Regions from separate parts of the Triticum aestivum genome. Here region 1 is linked to region 2. Evidence: chromatin contacts called from public Hi-C data. All regions are on one chromosome and are shown on one strand. Each heading gives the region's core, a stretch centred on a gene start, on an enhancer-like site or on the middle of the called end of the contact. The rest is flanking DNA. Distances are from core to core; before and after follow the strand shown.

Evidence for each region. Hi-C and Micro-C count contacts between places; a contact is called where the count stands out from the background.
Region 1: a contact with region 2 is called in a Hi-C map of leaf, with 2.6 times the contacts expected there. The contact joins the promoter of LOC123183369 here to the promoter of LOC123183368 in region 2. A contact is called at or near these places in 3 of 5 Hi-C or Micro-C datasets (all in leaf).

The regions. Positions count from the first base shown.
Region 1 is chr1D:490,745,325-490,748,466 of IWGSC CS RefSeq v2.1, forward strand. It overlaps LOC123183369 (plant cysteine oxidase 2), which reads left to right and starts at 1,871. Exons shown (of 5, transcript XM_044596163.1): 1 at 1,871-2,346. The coding sequence starts at 2,097.
Region 2 is chr1D:490,613,274-490,616,248 of IWGSC CS RefSeq v2.1, forward strand. It overlaps LOC123183368 (ATP-dependent Clp protease proteolytic subunit-related protein 1, chloroplastic), which reads right to left and starts at 1,668. Exons shown (of 9, transcript XM_044596162.1): 1 at 1,365-1,668; 2 at 315-430; 3 at 2-211. The coding sequence starts at 1,581.

The DNA of each region.
Region 1 (3,142 bases), core at 621-3,120, 130 kb after region 2:
TGGATAGCCCGGTCACTGGCTCGTAAAAAAAAAACCCGACCCATCCAAGCGCCTCAAACCGGTCTCAAACGCCGGCTCTTCGGCGCCCCTCATACCAGCCTAAACTGAAATTAATCTCCAGTCTCTCCGCCCACTCCATTCCCAATCCCCCTCGATCTAATTTGATGACTGATGGCAGCAGCAGCGCTGGCTTTGGTGGCGAATCCGGCGGCTGGTCGAGCCTATTGCGAGACGCGGAGCCCGACAATGTGGAGGAGGTTGCCCTCTGTATCGCGTTGAGACGGCATCGGCTTGACTAAGGTGGCTGCGGCAACTCCTCTTCTACAGTGCCCATTGATGCGATGTTGCTGGCTTGTCCCACCCGTCTCGGAGCTCCAGCATTCTGCTTCCAATCTCCTTCAGGTAAGCCGCCCACCATCACCAATGCGGGTTCCATCAAGTTCAAAAATGGTACCATGGCACCTCTGGGTCGTCGTGCCCGCATCGATGCCGGTGCGCATGAGGCCACTTGATTCAAAGGCACATGCAACCTGCCGCGATCGACAACTTGCAAGGATAGGCCGACGGCTGGGGAGGCGATTGCTGCACGCAGAGCACACGTGGGCGCCGGTGTATCCCGAGGCGGCTTTCCTCCCGGCGGTCCTCCGCCTCTCTCTCACGACGGCTGAGACGGATGCGCGACACCTCCGTCACAACAATGCTAAGGCGCTTCGACTCGCCATAGAGCTGTCGGAGCGTGACACAAACAAGAAGGCGGTGGCCAAGGTGAAGCCAAGCCATCATGCGAAGGAGTTGGACTGCTTGCTCTGGAGGTTGTTAGGCTAAATATGCTTTGACGACTCTGACCTGACAGACAACTCCACATGCAGCTCCGACGACGACACACCGCTGCGCGCCTATGCATACATGGAGGAGGGGCTCAGACGCGCCGACAATCGCAAGGGGAAGGGGCGCCCGCGAGGATGTTTTCCTCCGCCCTTCCCCATTTTATCTATGTTTTATTTAGTTTGTAGTATGGATTTGCACTATATGTTGATGAACTATCGTCCTTTTGTGCGGTGATGAAATGGTGATCCGGCTGTATAAAGATGAACTTTATGTCGATCGTATTTATACGTAGCGTTGCATGGGTGAATCCGTGGGCGTTTGAGGGACAGATTTGCTAACCGTGGTTGTTGATGTTCTGACTCCACAATCATCCCCGTAAAACTTGACTGTTGAGTAAAAAGGCCAACCCCTCAAAAAAAAGAGTAATAAAGTCTAGTATATGATGCTCTAAAAAAATTGGTTCAAGTTCTGGTGCTCGCATTTATCCTGGGTTTATTTCAGCATTTCCGGCGATGCGCATTCAGTTGGAGGAGGAGATATTTCCGTCAACTACAAGGCGCATATGGCATCTTCGTAAAATCTCAAGATGATATGCCAGCTCCGTCTCTCGGAGATGCTCATAAGGATGAGTGTATGCGCGTATATATGAGCGCTTGCGTCTGTGCTGTGTTGAAAAAAAACTAGAAAAAACTCAGAGCTCAAAACAGGGTCTAGGCTTGAGAAGCGGCGGGGGGGCTCCAGCGTGGCAGGCCTGCTTGCCCACGTGGCCCGCACGCGCGTCCACGCGGTCCCCGGCCGCCGCCTGAGTGACCTGGCGGAGCGGGACGCCCGAGCGGCCGAGAGCCAGTGTGTAAATGTCCGGCATTAAATAAGCAGATATGCATATATATATACGCATATATATATATACTAATATAAAACGAATAATGCTGGGGATAGATGGAAGACGAATATTTGGGGAGTAAATGAGCAGAAATAAAGAAAACCAGAGGCAGTATTGGGTCGCCCACAGGAATCCATTCGCTCTCTCGCGCTGCTGTGCCTTCGTCTCCCCCCGTCCGCCCCCGGTTTTGGCTTCTCTCCGGGCGGATTCCTCGTCGTCTTCATACGAGGAGGGATGGACGCCCCGCCGATACTCGCCAATATATACCCGCCCCGTCCCCCGACCCGGCCTCCACACTCGACCCCACCCCCGCCCCCGCCCTCGCCGCCGACGACCCCCTCCTCCTCCGCAGCGGCGACCCGAGATCCGCCCTTCCCCGACGACCATGCCGGTGGCGCAGGCGGGAGGGCAACCCGTGGCCGCGGACACCGCCTCGTCCCGCAGGAACCGCCGCCGCAACAAGAAGTCCTCCAACGCCAGCGCCAACGCCGCGGCCCCCGTGGTCGCTGTTCCGGCGCCGGTGCCGCCCACGCCGATGCAGCGCCTCTTCGACACCAGCCGCGAGGTCTTCGCCGGCTCCGCCCCCGGCTTCGTCCCCCCGCCCGACGCCGTCGCCCGCCTCGCCGCAATCCTCAGTGAGCATCCCCTCCCCATCCCTCTCCCGTACCCAATTACGCATGGTAGGTAGGTTGCTGTCCCAAGTTCGATTCTCCGTCCGACTCGATTCGGCCAGGTGAATTCGTTCGGGATGGCATGGGCGCCCATCAATCCGTGTTTCCCGTGCTTAGGATTTAGGAGGATGCAGTCGCAGGAGAATGATGATTAGACTATTACAGAGTCAGCACGCATGTAGAATGGGCTGTCCCGCGACTTGTCCACGTCGCGGCGGGCTCCTATCGACCCGTGACTCCTACATACATGCTCCTTTTCTGGCATGCCACGAGGTCGAGGCCCCTGCTGTTCCTTTTTTGCCATGCACGCGCCGGCATGTCTGCCTGCCTGCCCGCCCGTGCCACGCCACGCCACGCCATTGCACAACCACTGATCATCATGTTCTACTACTCATATTAAGTGTGTTCAAGTGTATACTGCTGAACCTGACAGCGGCCACCATTGTCAGTGCAAGTGATTTTGCATGCTACTCATTTCTCCCATGAGTTTTTCATCGGTCTGCGTAGGGTTTCATACATGCATTGCATTGCATTACTCGGACACTTGTGTCACTAGTGTCCGAGTAAGTTTGGAGTTTACAGTATTCATTCATATTGTGTGATGATGAGTTTGTGTCACTCTGCATGCATGCCCAGTTCTGCACAAGCGTTGCTTTGCTACTGCTCTGCTTCCGTTCCTCGCTGCTGCTGGTGCTGGTAATCACTCTGGCAGCACAAGCCTTTTCGCTGATACATCATCAAGTGATTTTCGTGTCTTGTT
Region 2 (2,975 bases), core at 418-2,917:
CTGGCATTCCAAGAAATATAATTCGGGAGTCCAACAGTAATGATGGCAGATCTGGGGCTGAGCTTCTCATTCTTCTATATCCTTTCCCTGCTCTTCCCATGCTCATGCTGGGCATGCCCATACCCATGCTGTAACTTGCAGGGCCCTCATGCGTGCCTGATAAGGAGTACATACCGAATTCATCATAACTCCTCAAAGCAGCAACGCTTTCCTGCATTTATAGGGGGGAAATACCATGTCAAGTTTAATGTATTGGTGCCATAGAACAAGCTTCAATAATAACAAAATGAGCAGAGCTATATAATCTCACTAACCTCTGTAACTTTCTTTGACTGCCGATTATAAGGGTTGTCGTCAGTCGTAAACATTTCCATTTGAGATGGGCTTAAGCCATAGAGGAACTGAGGAACATTCTTGTAATTATCCATAACTGCAAGAAGGTTAAAAATGGCTTTAAAGCCGCACACAAAATAACTGGTACAGAAAGCGTTATGTTTAAGGTGCAATTGCTTATTGCCTCACCATAAAAAGGTAGCAACTGCTTGGTTCGTAAGCATGCAAGATGTGTCATATAGGGCATTTAACATGAAGCGTTTGATGAGACAAGACCACCTAGGAAGACAAAACATGGACATAGCATGTCTGGCACTTATACATAGTCAGCTTGCAAATGTCTACCATTTCTCCCCTGTGGGTTTCCTTACAAAAAAACGTCTACGGCTTCTTAACAACCACCAGGCAGTAAAATTGCCCTATGGATACATATTTTCCTACCATTTGGTAAGACAACGTGAAGATAATATATCGTGCAGTAGTAAACTTCTGAACATTCACAAACATTTGGACCTATAGACCATCCATAGCCCATTGACCCTGCTTAATAGCCTCAACTCCTAGTCATAGTTGAGTCAGCTGTATCCAACATCCTATCTACATTCTGGTACCGCCAATTGCCCTACAAAAGACTTATGTAGATCATAGCAGATAGGAGAAGTATCTCATCTTCGATGCCCTTTACATACATGGTTTTGTACAGTTGTACCGACCGGTTCGTGCCCAGGTGTGAGCGTTGAAATTGGGCAGTGAAATGCAGCAGTGAACTGTCTGAATCTACGAACCAGTAACTTAACTTGAAACAATCATAATCTGTATAGATAGTATTAATCGGATTATGATGAGTTCCAGCAGAATTAAGACGGACATCACATAGTTTATTCACAAAACTAAATACTACTCCTAGAGTATGTTTCTGCTGCTCCAAGGTTGAAGCCATGGCAGGCAGGATAAGTCCACTAGACAATAAGCCAGCCTAGCAAGATGCTCCAATGAATCTTTGAGGGGGGGAGAAGGGGGAGGGATCTCACGGCCATCCTTGAGGTTCTCCTCGCGGAACTGCTTGGGGATGTGGTCGTAGCTCCTTGGGGGCCCGTCGCCGTGGTAGTACTGGCACCTGCAGCCCCCCGCCGGCCTCCTCGCGAGCCTCGCAGCCGACTGTGAGTGGGAGTGGGAGGAGGAGTTGGGGAAGGGGGCCCTGGCCGCCGACGGCGAGGCGGCGGCGGGGCAGCGCACCGCGAGCGCCATGGGACGACGGCGTGGCTCGCTCGCTGGTGCTGGTGCCGGGGATTCGGATAACTGGAGTGGGTGTGGGGGGTCGTTTTTGCGCGGAACACCCCCGATGTTTTGTGGATCCGCGGATGGTCCCTCGGGCCTAGCCCATTGTAAGGCCCGGCCCAAAGGCCCAGTGTGCGACTCATTGTTTGCTCTCTTTTTTCAAGTTTTTGGAGTTTATCTCTTCTTTGCTCCATCAGGGTCGCCACTTGTGGCTAATTTATCCGCGTGGCCCCTCTTGTATACCCATGAACATCCACAATGATCAATAAAGGGCTGGCAATTCTATAAAAAGAAAAAAAAAGCAGTCTTTTCCCCTTAAAAAAGAACCCTCCTAACCGTATTTTGCTAACCTTGAATAGCCGCATGAATCATACATCATAAGGATGACCTCTTAGATGCCGTGTCATTGAACCTCTTCTTCACCGTCTAGACGGGCAGAAGAGAAAACCGGTGTGATGGTACAAAAGAAACAGTGTGGCAATACTCACGTCCCATCCGGTGTGTTTTTCCAATCTCCACCATGCGCATCGAAATTCGAAGGAGGCTTCTTCGGACAAGGTGTCACCTGGGTGTTGTAGTCTCCCCTCTCAACCTCCAGCTCGGAGTCTCCCTCTATGACCATCGTTGACTACGGCTTCTCTATGTGCATGGAGGCGTGTCGAAGCCTTTGGTTTGGGGATACGTTCCCATGTCAAGAGGGCTTGTGGACGGCCAATGTTGTATGCTTCATCCTTTCTTCCCGACTTCCCGAGAGCTTATTGTCGATGTCATGGACCCTCAAGATCTTGTGCATCAGTGTTTCTTGGATTTTAGGTCTCCGTCAGTGGAGGAACCATAACACTGCTACTTGCCGACGGCGAGGTCTTAGAAGATCGACAGCGGCGTCTAGTGATGAACTAGCTGCAACCTTGTAACACCTATTAGGATGCACAATGTGTGTCCATGTGTGTTCTGACATGGCCGTTATGTATGACCTTATTGTCGGTATTATGTACTAGGAGTGCTGACCACGTCGCCCCCCTGATAATGGGCTGGACCAAGCACCCCCCAAGTAAACACAAGTGGGCCACATTTGACCTGCCCACGACGTACTCAAAATGGAATCATCCAAAGACTTGGTCACATACTCCAAGACACATTTGAATCATCCGCATGTTTATCTCTTAATGTAACCGACCTACATGTAACCTAGGTACCCCTGGTATCTATATAAGCCAAGGTGTTTTAGGCCATAGGGTAGAGAATCATCCATTTACATACGATCTCATGGTAGATCATCATGTGCTTGTACTTCATCACAATTAATATAATAGAAGACACACGTAGGCCGGGTTTACCTCTTCAAGAGGACCTGAACCTGGGTA